Regions from separate parts of the Columba livia genome. Here regions 1 and 3 are each linked to region 2. A link is a contact called in public Hi-C data. All regions are on one chromosome and are shown on one strand. Each heading gives the region's core, a stretch centred on a gene start, on an enhancer-like site or on the middle of the called end of the contact. The rest is flanking DNA. Distances are from core to core; before and after follow the strand shown. Region 1 holds the start of LOC102092743 (glioma pathogenesis-related protein 1). Region 2 holds the start of PHLDA1 (pleckstrin homology like domain family A member 1). Region 3 holds the start of KRR1 (KRR1 small subunit processome component homolog).

Region 1 (3,897 bases), core at 610-3,109, 190 kb after region 2:
CAAGCATGGAGGACTCTCCTAAAGCAACAGAGAGTACTCTGCAGCTTTGATCAGAGACAACTGGACATCTTCTGTGAAGTAGGTAAATAAGCAGTAATTACTTGCTCCTTCCAATACAGAGACCAGAGACTATCAAACGAAGCTAGGAATTAACAGGTACAAATTAAAACCAAGAAGGTACTTTCACGTGACTTGTGGTTAGGCTGTGCAGCTCTTGCTAGACAATGCTAGGGATGATAAAACCTTGCATGAGATCAAGGCTGTAAAAAAATCATGCAAGAAAAGTCACAAACCTTTAAATACAATGCAACACATTTGATTCAAGAGGTTTCTGTATATTTGTCCTACTCTTATTCCAGGCTTGTTGGATGTGTTGTCTGAGTAGCTAACTTTGCTCCTGTGAGCTAGCATTTTAAATTAAACACTGTTTTTTAAAATGGCAATAAATTAAAATGTTCCTTTCACAGAAGTGATTCATTTTGTGCATGTTGTTATGCTTTTAACTTCCTTTCCAGCTACACCGTTCTGCTGGAGGGCTCAGAGTAATGACACGAAATGACAGGGGTTACCTCTCTCAGCTCTCTGTCTATCTCCCTTTTCCCTTATGTATTCCACCAAGCAAGCTGAGACCTATCCATAACCATTACATATCCATAACCACTATATTTATGGGAAGCTCTGCTTTCCAGCCCAGGCATCAGTATCCCTACTCCCCAAACCCTGCTACAGCAAACGAAGATCAGGTATCTAAATGGATGTCCTGGCAAACCCCTTTATTCAACACACATTCTAGACTGGAAAAAACAAGGGGAAATGATAGATTTTCAATGAATCCTGTTGTGCACACTGCCTATTCAGGAGTTTTTTAACACTAAACAGCCTCCCTATATGAAATCTGGACTACCATAAAATAGATTACTATCTCTCTTAGAAAGAGGTAAATGAAATGCTGAGAACTTAACATTATATTGCTCAATACAGCCCTTTGCTCTGATTAAAGTTTAGAGTAGCAATCCGTGCCTAAACAGGGAATTCCCTTCAAATTATTAAAACTGAACAATACTGTAAAAAGTCTTTTCTATTTCCCACGAAGAACTAACATATATAATACAAAATCATTGACAGAAGGGGAAAGAAGAGCACAAAACGAATAAGAAGATGGTCTAAATCCGCAGCACAATCTATATTAATTTTCAAACAGATCATAAATGTCTCCTTACCATACGAAACATATTGCTGGCTGGTGGATTCACCTGGGATCGAAATTTGTTGTGAGCTCTCACACAGTCTTGAATGAACGTTGCATCTCCAATGTCAGGCAAGGGATATGGTGGATCCGCATGACCGCAAGTGAAGAGATCCAGTAAGAATAACACCACAAAGAGAAACGTGATTTTCATAATTCTTCAATGCTTTCAGTAATTTCTTTTTAAAGTTTTTAAAAGAGAAGTCTCTTAGGTGGAGATAACACTGGCAAGCAGTTCTTTAGAGGCTGTCGTTTGGGTGTGGAAGCACTTGAAATTGTCAAAGCAAGAGGAAGCGAAATTGCTTCATAAGGTACAGTTCTGTGTGACCTCACAGCTGCTAAACCATGAAACTGGCACCTGCTATGCATATTAGCAAGGAACAACACTCCCAGGTATAATTCTGCCTTCTCTTTGAGCGTGCTCCATTCTGGTTGACTGCCAAACCATTCTGTGATTGTAGGTCTTACCTACAGCTTTCTTAAAACCTGCATCAAACAAAACACAAATCTGCTGTTCAGCGGATTTTCCTCTGGTATAGCTTAGTCAGAGCAGCTCAATTACAATTATGTTGCAATACCTTGTTTCCATTTCAGAATTACTCTAGGAATAAACAGATTTAGGGAAACTGCATATATTGAAATTTGACCTCACCACAAGAAAAAAAAAAGTTACCGAACAAGCAGTTTGCTACAGAACAGACCTTCTGACCTGGTTTCATGTGTAACAAGTATGCAAGAGCCCTAAGAACAACTATATGTTTTAAGAGCTAAGGTCTTGTAATGGAGATTTAGGTAGGTTTACATAGAAAATATGTTGTAGGTTGTAAACAGCATTCATGGGTCTTATTCCCTGCTCAGTTTTGCAGGTTAGGCCTTCTCCTCCTGAACACTTGTGGGAATTACCATTCTCATGTTGCCTTCTCTGTCTGCATATGCCTTTTCCCTCTTAAATAATACCTTTGGTTGCTTCAGAGTCTTGTAACAATCCGTACACCTAATTGAGACAGGCTGAAGGAGCTGTAACCCTCCAACACCATCACAGCTATACCTATCCAGGCTATTAGCAAGAAACATATAAATATTTATATGTGTGCGTGTGTTTATGGATGTCCACACATTACTAACACTCCACACCCTCCTCTCAGCCCTGCCAGCATTTTTTTACCTATTTCATGAGGGAAGGGGCAGTTGCAGAAGGCAACAAAATTGGTGCAGAGTAGTTCTGGTGTTTTGGATCTTTTGGGAAAGAAACAAAAGTGGCCCTCCAGTTATTCTTGTTGTACAGGCTTAACACAGCCCTTATCAATAAACAGCCCCCAGAGGCAGAAGAGACATTGACAGAGAGGCAAATGAATAAGTATTATATTTTCTTCCACTTTTCTTTTAAAATAGTTTCCCGTGCCTTGAAACTCTCCTAGTAAAATCACCATTTGTTTTCTCCGATAATTTTTTTTAAAAAGACTAAGCTGAAGTGGTTAGTGGGAGGGGCACAGTGGGCACATGTGATCTGGGGCACAGTGATCTATGGGCACATGTGATCCACACATCCAGGGCACATGTGATCCATGGGCACAGTGATCCGGGGACAAGATGCTTTTGATCCTGTCATGTCCTTAAAGAAAATATGCATGAGGCACTGGCAGTCACCTCCTTTGACAAGTGAAAGGAAGTAAGAGGTGAAGCTCCCACCCTGTCACAACCCCAGCCTTTGGCTGTTACCTTTTTCTCTACCAGTGGTTGGCCGTGGCTCCATCTGCCTCCAGAACATGTATGTGATAGTCACGACCTCACCTACATTTAGTAGATTCACCTGCTGACTCTGTCTCCTGGTGTACCAATAACAGTGCCAAGGTCCCTTGTCCAGCAAATGTAGTTTCTATTCTGCTGTCATGTCTCATCCCAGAAGCTGTGTGAAAGTATTGGCAAAGGTGATAGTCCCCTCAGCTCTGGTGGGACATTTTAAAATTTATGGGAGGATGGCCTCTTGCTGGTGTTGGTGACTGCTGGTCAGGCTGGGATGGTGAAGGGGATCTTGGGAGAAAGGTTTCTTCCTGTGGGTGCCGTTACCTTCTGTCCTGCCACAGGACTGAGGTTGGTCTCTCCCATCAGCTGCCAGCTTCTGGGCTACAAAGTGCCTTCCACTCCACTATGTGCACTCCTGAAGTCCACAAAGGCCCACTGAGGTGCCACTGGCAGTGTGGCTTGTATGTGGAGCACCAGATAATGGAGCTCTCCTTAGATTAAATCACAACAGATTAGATCATGATGGTGAACAGCCTCATCCCCTGCTACTAATCTGAATGCAAGAAGGCCTGTCCACTGCTTTGCTTCCTTTGAAAGTTGTCTTGCCTCTTTTCTAAACCAAGGCCATCTGAGTCGAGTTTACTGTTAGTTATTACCTTTCTCCAGCTGAATTTTACCTTGAAAGTAGAAAATAAGTATGTTTACTCTCTTTCCTTTTTTTTTCCTAATAATGCCCATGCAATCTATGAGAAACCAATGCCTTTGGTCAGCTAGGTAATGTAAAACCATGATTATATTACAACTACACGTAATCTGCACAAAAATTATAATCACACATTAATTTAACAATGCGGTGAGCTGGCAGTTATATATGTGTACAGTTTAAATTCTGTGGTTGGAAAATGAGT
Region 2 (3,945 bases), core at 575-3,074:
GTGGTAGGAATGTACCATGATTTGGTGTTTCATTGCATTGCTCTACAGGGGCTTCTGGAGTAAGGTTGTGCCCTTGCTGCTGACCACATGAAGTTTCTTTTGCCTCTAACTGAAGAAAGCATGGATACTTCTGAGCTGGGTTGTTTTTTACTGTGTGTAACTTTCCTTCTCCTTTTTCCAGTTTTACTGTCTTTCAGAGTATCCCACCACACTTAATTATAAACTGATTTTTGTTCTGGGCAATAGCCATGCACAAAATAAATGCGGTGTGGCTGTTGCCACATCCAGAGGCAGCAGTGTTACTAATATGAACCAGTTACTTTAAGGGAAAAGATGATGGAAGAACATGAATGCTGGAACTTGAGAAAGTATGCTTAGCAATATTAATAGTTCTTTTAAAACACTATCTTTAAACTGATATTTCCTCTTTTCTCAACAGAAGGATCAAAACCCAGCAGAATGCAAGCAGCAGTGAAGCAGTGTGTATGTGGCCTTGAGGATTACCTGCACTGTAATAGCCTAAACACAACTATTAGTTACTTACAGCCTTATGTTTTGTATCTTGGTAGAAATAAGTAACCAATTTGTTAAAAAAAAAATAAAAATTGAACACATAAGAACCAGTTTAAAATGTAGGTTCAATCTACCTAGCATTTTAACAGTATAATTTTCTGCCAATATGTAGAATGCAGTAAATCCCCTAAAGCATGAATGTTAATTCATTGCTACATAGTTTGGTTCTTGTGAAGTCTTTGTCATGTAGCTATTAGACTGCAGCTGTGAAGATTATCAGAACTGTTAACTGAGACCAATATTTCTTTAGAGAAAACTCTCTCCTGAAGAATCAACCAAAGTATTTTTCAGCCCAGTAGTCTGAATGGGTTTAAGTCTGCTTGCACTAGCTGTGCCTTCATTACCTTGTTATAGAAATGGCAGTGACTTGTACTAACTAGGAGATGATGATGCATTTTGAATTTGACTACTTGAGAAGACTAGTATAACTTGTTTAATTTCCAACGAGACCACATTAAACATTCATAACTGTCAGCTTGTTTATGCTATGGGTTTTGTATTTTATGTGACATAGTGATCTACAAAAGAAACCTAGTCATCATATTAAGGTTATTGTTTACCACTGGGGTGTGAATAAAACCTAGTATTTTCAAAAGCTAGTCTTGTTTTATTATGATGTGTGTATCTGCATGTGTGAACTGGTAAAGCATATCTTTCATGCTGCAGTTCACTTTTTACTGGAAATAAAAGTTGAGTTACTGAAAAGTAAATTGTGCAGCATTTTGAAACAAACAAAATAGTTTGTGAAGTTTGATCCATACTTTCCACTGGCAGTGTGATACTTGTGAATCTGAGCTAGAATTTTGGTGATTGGTCAATTCTGCCATTTTGGAGAAGACAAGTTTTTAGAAGTGGGGCTAGATCTGGTAAAGGACTTCAATATTGCTGCACCTGACTCTGAAGCACTGGTTATTAGTGTGAAATCTGGAGCCAAGAAAGGTACCTTGGATTTCCAGTCTGTGTAGATAGGGCTTGGTTGTCCTGAACAAAATTTGCCCTGCAGCAGCATAAGGGAGCGCTAAAAAAATTGGCTGTATTCTAGTTTGTACTCACTGTATCAAACATCTGCAGAGGAGGAAACAAACCCCAAGGAATTTCTCTCTCCTTACCTAATATTCTTTTCACTGTGCTTATGCTTGTATGTTCTGGTTCATACTTCTTCCATATTGGATGTTCATTGTCAGTTGACACATGAGGTAGATCTTTCTTATGCTCCTGAGTTGTGGATAGAATGTGCTCAGCTTGAAACTATGAACTTGAAGTCTTCCACTGGAGTTTTCCCAGTCACTAAGGTACTGCTATACTCTATGCAGTCTTGTCCTTCACATAACTGTAGAAGTTCTGGTCTTTTAAGCAAGTACCCAGATAACTTTTTGAAGTATGAAAAGGTCCAGCCTAGCCATGGATCTATTTCTACAGTAGCTACTTTTTTTTTCCACTGATATACTGACTTAGCCATAGAGGGTTAAAGGTTTGAAAAGAGCAGGGCAAGCAGGAGGCAACAGCCATCTGAGGATGGAGCTGGTGGAAGAATCTCTAGCACGTCTCTTGCTTGGAGGGTAAGTAATAGAAAATATGGCTTATCCCAAGTGCCCTTGAGAATCCTCATGCCCCCTGAGAAGAAGTGGCTTTGTGTGCTCTGACTAAACTGTTTCGTTTGTGTTTGTTTTTATTCTTATTCCTTGAACACTTAAATACCACACTTCTTCATTTCAGAATCCCTTCCAGGCTTCATCTTTCTCTCCAGATATTTATGGCTTTGAGAGCAGGGAGCTCTTGTTATCTATAGCTGTATATAAAACAGTACAGTCAAAGCTGTGCTCTTAGGTAACCCATACATCATAGCATAAAAAAATACAGTAATGAAAGGTTAACATCACATTGTCTGGTAGCTGTGTCTTAAAGTAGATATAGTTGTGTTCTTGTGCTGACATAAATCCTGACATAAAATGCTTATCCTTTGAAGCACTGACCTTGCCAGGTGTTTGCATATCACTCTGTCTCTTTTATGAATGTTTCCCAGGATGAAGTTTAAACTTCAGGGCATGCAGAAATCAAACTGGTGACATGTTATGAGCTTGAGCAGTCAGTTGGGGGCTTTGGGGTTCATACTTTAGGACATGAAAAGTATCTGAAGTCCTTACTTAGATCTAGCCCACTTTTACTAACAGCATCTGGCAACTGTATCTTAAAAAGAGAAAGCTCCATTAAAAGTTGTCCAATGAATTTCAGAAGTTGTTATTCTAAAGAAATTGTTTGTGTTTTGATTGCTTTCTCATTAATATCTTCATACCCTACAATGGGGTACCATATTTGAAAAGAGGAGTTGGTAGATGTCAAAGCTCACCTGCAGTCTGCAAGATCCAGAGCCATGAATCTGTCTCCATCAGTGGATTTTACTGAGCTTCTCTCTAGGTTCGCTTGCTAGTTCTTGTGTTCTCTAGACTGCAGCAAAAGGAAGGACATAATCATATAAATGGAGGTGCCATTTCTTATGAGATCAGTTAAATAAAAACTGTTTTGGTGCTCAATGTAGTTTTGTGATCAACACTCTTGTTTAGCAATTCTGAAAGGCAGTATGTAGCAGGAGCATTAAACATTCAACATTGATTGGAGTTTTATGACTCATTCTTTTCACTTCTTACAGATTTATACCAGCCATAGAGAAACTCCTCATTTAGTATTAGACAAGTTACCTTGTTGTTAACAAGTTCAAGTCTAGGAAAATGTGTCACTGAAATAAGGTTTCTTGGTCAGTTGTTGAAGTACTACACCAGAGTTTAAGGTTGGTGTAAATGGTGCCTTCTGTCTAGTTTTGGTCGCTGTACTGAAGGGGAGAATTATCTTAAGGAAAAATGGGGGGGTTGGTGAGGAAAGAGGCCGGAGAATTAACTGACACTTTAGATGGAGAGGGAAGGGTGCCTTGGAGCTTGAGCTTGATGGAGGGGGATGCATCTTTGTAATTCTACACTTTCAGCAATATTGACAGTGCTCTTCAATGTTTTGGAAAGCATCTATCTCTGATGTGCAAGGGACAGGCAGGAGCAACTGCAATGCCAATAGTCTGAGTTTCTTTGTAGAATCATAGAATCATTTTGGTTGGAAGAGGCCCTCAAGATCATCAAGTCCAACTGTTAACCTAACACTGAAACTAAAGCATGTCCCCAAGAACCTCATCTACATGTCTTTAAATACCCCCAGGGATGGTGACTCCACCACTTCCCTGGGCAGCCTGTTCCAATGCCTGACAACCCTTTCCACCAAAAAATTTTTTCGTAATACCCAATCTAAACCTCCCCTGGTGCAACTTGAAGCCAGTTCCCCTTGTCCTATCACTTGCTACTTGGCAGAAGAGACCCACACCCTCCACGC
Region 3 (4,151 bases), core at 1,006-3,505, 160 kb after region 2:
CAGGCTCGGGAAGACAGCAGTCAGGTTCAGAGAAAAGTTTTTGGGGGTCAAACCTGATTTTTAACTAATATTTTATTTTTGTGTAAATCAAATGATAGTAATATCTTTCTTGTCACTATGGTAAATCACTCCGGAGTGCAGGCTTTTGTGAACAGGTCTGACGAACACCTGCCAAAGACGACGTTGTCCTGCTTCAGCGACACAGGTGTTCTTGCTCTTGAAGGTCTCTTCCAGGTCTTCACTCCATTGGCTTTTCATGGTTCTCATAAAAGAGAATGAAGGAGGCACATTACTTATTTTTTACTGAAGAAAATACCAAGGTACAAGGAGGGGGAGTGAGGAGGAATCACAGAATCTCTTCTCCCAAGAGAACCTTAAATTATGTTATTCAGCTGAATAATTAGGTCTCATCAGAAACACCTGTTTTCTTTAGTGATGAGGGCTGAAGTACTTGAAGTATTTATCAATACACTTCCACTTACACTTTGATGATGCTGGTTCTTTTTTCCTTTGTGTTGCATAATACTGATAGAAAACTCATAGCTGGAGAACATGGGTAGAAAAGATGTTTCACATGAAAAAGGAGGAAGCAAAGAAGACATTTGGTATATGCCTCTCACCTCAACTGCAGTGCTAAATTTCTTAAGAGCCTGTGCCTGTAATCAGAGTAGAGAGACAGAGTCAAGAAGGGGCTGCAGACCCACCCTCAGGAAGGGTGTGAAACCTCCAGCTGCACAACCACCCACCAGACCCTGTTGGCTGGGGACAGACCGTGCTGAGTTCACAGGAGCCACTGCTGCCCAGGCACAGACACACCCTGACATACAGCAACCCCAATGGAGAACCATGGGAATGTTCTATGCTCACAAGCACCAAGGAGATGTTTGGATGTGACACATGGCGTGCAACGCCTGCTGCCTGAGTGCAGCCACTTGCTCCATGGGACTAAGGAAAGCACTGCCCCTGCCTGGGAGGCAGAGCAGGAGCCCTGCCTGCACCGGCTTTATAGAATCCCAGAATCATTCCAGCTGCAAGAGACCCTCAAGATCATCGAGTCCAACCAAAACCTAGCTCTAGTATTAAACCATGTTCCTAAGAACCTCTATGTCTTTTAAACACCTCCAGGGATGGTGACTCCACTACTTCCCTGGGCAGCCTGTTCCAATGCCTGACAACCCCTTCCATGAAGTAATTTTTTCTAATATACAATCTAAACTTCCCCTGGTGCAACTTGCGGCTGTTTCCTCTCATCCTATAACTTCTTACTTGGGAGAAGAGACCAACACCCTCCATGCCACAACCTCCTTTCAGGGAGTTGTAGACAGCGATCAGGTCTCCCCTCAGCCTCCTTTTCTCCAGGCTAAACAGCCCCAGTTCCCTCAGCTGTTCCTCATCAGACTTGTGCTCCAGACCCCTCACCAGCTTTGTTGCCCTTCTCTGAACTCTCTCCATCACCTCAATGTCTTTCTTGTAGTGAGTGGCCCAAAACTGAACACAGGATTCAAGGTGGGGCCTCACCAGTGCCGAGTACAGAGGCACGATCAATCCTTTAGTCCTGCTGGCCACACTATTCCTGATACAAGCCAGGATGCTGTTGGCCTTTTTGGCCACCTGGGCACACTGCTGGCTCATGTTCGGCTGCTGTCAATCAACACCCCCAGATCCTTTTCCAGCAGGCACGTTCCAGCCACTCTTCCCTGAGCCTGTAGCGCTGCCTGGGGTTGTTGCGACCCAAGGGCAGGACCCCGCACTTGGCCTTGTTGAACCTCTTACAACTGGCATCAGCCCACTGATCCAGCCAGTCCAGATCCATCTGTAGAGCCTTCCCACCCTCCAGCAGATCAACACTCCCACCCAATTTGGTGTCATCTGCAAACTTACTGAGGGTGCACTCAATCCCCTCATCCAGATCATTGATAAAGGCATTAAACAGAACTGGGGCACTGGGGAACACCAGTCGTGACCAGCGACCAACTGGATTTGGCTCTGTTCACCGCAGCTCTTTGGGCCCAGCCCTCCAGCCAGATCTTTACACAGCAAAGAGGATGCCCAACCAGGCCACCAGCAGCCATCTTCTCCAGGAGAATGCCATGGGAAACAGTGACAAAGGCTTTACTTAAGTGTTAGCACACAACACCACCTTTGTGCTCCTAGGACAGCCACCCGATAGAACGTCCATTGCTCCGAACACAGAGGGAAAACCCGCCGCCCTCCAAGCCCTAGCAGCCGCTACCGCTCCCCTAAGCCCCGCCCACTGGGACTACCGCTCCCGGCGTGCACTGCGCCCTCCCTCCACCACCCGCTTCCGGCGCCGGGCATGGGGGACATGGCGGATCCTCCTGAGGCGGCCGCGGCGGGGGCGAAGCAGAAAGAAAAACAAAAACATAAGAACAAAAAGAAAGCGGCGACAGGTGGGGGGCGGAGTGAGGGTCCGTGCAGGGTTGGCAGCCGGCTCTCTGGGAGGTCCTCGGGCTGAGGATTGCCTCCCTGTGGCCGTGGGCCTGCTGCTCCGACCTGGCCCATGGGGTCCTTGCGGCTGCCTGAAACCACCGGCGGCCGGGGAGTTTGACCGCCGTTTCGTATAAGCGGAGAGACAGCGTGGGTGGGTCAGGCTGCGTCCCGGCCTGCAGGGCTGGGGTAGGAGAGGGGTGTGTGTTGGATGTGGTGCGTCTGGCCTGGCAGTGCAATGGGTGCTCCCCTCAGCCTGGGGTGACTTGTTCTTGTGTTACAGCCTGTTCAGGATGCGTATTCTAGTCGTGAAATATTTTTTGGTTTTGAAAGCTTTAAGACTTAACTTTTCTAATGTCAGATGCTAAGCAGATTCAGCAGAGTATTAAACAAAACTTCATGTCCCTGCTTTCAGTTATTGTATCTTTTGTTGTTAAAGAGAAAGAAGTAACAGTCACTGATTAAAGAGAAGGAAAAAACTTTTTCTTTTTCTTTTTTGTTTTTTCTTTTTTAATACTTAAAACAGTTGATGAATCTGAACTTCTCACTGTGCCAGATGGATGGAAAGAGCCGGCGTTTACAAGAGAAGATAATCCCAAAGGGCTGCTGGAAGAAAGCAGTTTTGCAACGTTATTCCCCAAGTATAGAGAAGCATACTTGAAAGAATGCTGGCCACTTGTCCAGAAAGCCTTGGATGAACATGTATGCATATTTCCTGATTGTGATACTATGTTTTGTCTCTTGGGAGATACAGGTGTTACTTAAGCTTATAAAAATAGTGCATGTTTCTTTTCTGATGCTGTATTTGTGTATATTTCTACTGTGCTTGTGTTTAGAAGTGGTAGTGTCTTTTTTTATCAGCATTGAAGTGGATGAGAGCCTATGTAGCCAGACTTGCAGTTCTTCACCGATGTTGTCAGCAAAGCTCCTTGGAGCAGCAGCGTCTCATCATCCAGATGCTGACAACTTTGTTGCACCAGAATTCAAAGAGACAGGGAGGTGTCTTTTGGGCCCTATGACACATATATTTAGTCTTTTTTGGTTCTGTGTGAGTTTCATGAAGCTGAAAATTAACTTTACAAATTTCGGAAAACAGATCTATATTCAGTGTGTAGTATTCTGTTTCTTAACTTCTTACTGCCAAAGATGAATTCTGAGGCTCCTATCTAGAGATTGCTTTATTATTTCTTTTCAAATATTGCAGTATGTGAATGCAACACTGGATCTAATTGAAGGAAGCATGACTGTCACTACCACTAAGAAGACTTTTGATCCATATGCAATCATCAGGGCTAGAGATTTAATAAAACTTCTGGCAAGAAGCGTTCCATTTGAACAGGTCTGTATTAAATCCTCGAAGTTTGTATCAAATTCTGTCAGAATACTTATAGTACATTTTCAAAATGTGGGATTTTCAAGTTAGTCAAGTAAAATAAAGTGGATATTTAAAGTAAATATATCTGAAAGTGAAGTGAGAATAATAAAATGCAGTATTCTCTTGACTCTTCTGAATAATACATTTGCATTGAGAATATATTGCCTGCTTCTTGTCTCCTTAGGCAGTTCGTATCCTTCAAGATGACGTTGCATGTGACATCATTAAAATAGGCTCTCTGGTGAGGAAGAGGGACACTTTTATAAAAAGAAGAGGACGACTTCTTGGTCCAAAAGGATCTACTCTGAAGGTATTTCCGATAGGTGCA

What was found. Hi-C and Micro-C count contacts between places; a contact is called where the count stands out from the background.
Region 1: a contact with region 2 is called in a Hi-C map of crop, with 2.6 times the contacts expected there. The contact joins the promoter of LOC102092743 here to the promoter of PHLDA1 in region 2. A contact is called at or near these places in 2 of 2 Hi-C or Micro-C datasets (crop and liver).
Region 3: a Hi-C map of liver shows a contact between it and region 2, with 4 times the contacts expected there. The contact joins the promoter of KRR1 here to the promoter of PHLDA1 in region 2. A contact is called at or near these places in 2 of 2 Hi-C or Micro-C datasets (crop and liver).

What each region holds. Positions count from the first base shown.
Region 1 is chr1:157,755,651-157,759,547 of bColLiv1.pat.W.v2, reverse strand. LOC102092743 (glioma pathogenesis-related protein 1) reads right to left here and starts at 1,859. Exons shown (of 6, transcript XM_021298153.2): 1 at 1,221-1,859. The coding sequence starts at 1,400. All of the region lies in intron 1 of LOC135576343 (a long non-coding RNA gene), which reads left to right.
Region 2 is chr1:157,943,017-157,946,961 of bColLiv1.pat.W.v2, reverse strand. PHLDA1 (pleckstrin homology like domain family A member 1) reads left to right here and starts at 1,824. Exons shown (of 4, transcript XM_065051584.1): 1 at 1,824-1,865. The coding sequence starts at 1,824. It overlaps NAP1L1 (nucleosome assembly protein 1 like 1), which reads left to right. Exons shown (of 15, transcript XM_005510239.4): 15 at 440-1,168. The coding sequence ends at 475.
Region 3 is chr1:157,788,124-157,792,274 of bColLiv1.pat.W.v2, reverse strand. It overlaps KRR1 (KRR1 small subunit processome component homolog), which reads left to right and starts at 2,255. Exons shown (of 10, transcript XM_005510237.3): 1 at 2,255-2,411; 2 at 2,975-3,150; 3 at 3,653-3,787; 4 at 4,008-4,133. The coding sequence starts at 2,318. LOC110364530 (a long non-coding RNA gene) reads right to left here and starts at 2,242. Exons shown (of 3, transcript XR_002423381.2): 1 at 2,141-2,242; 2 at 621-656; 3 at 52-262.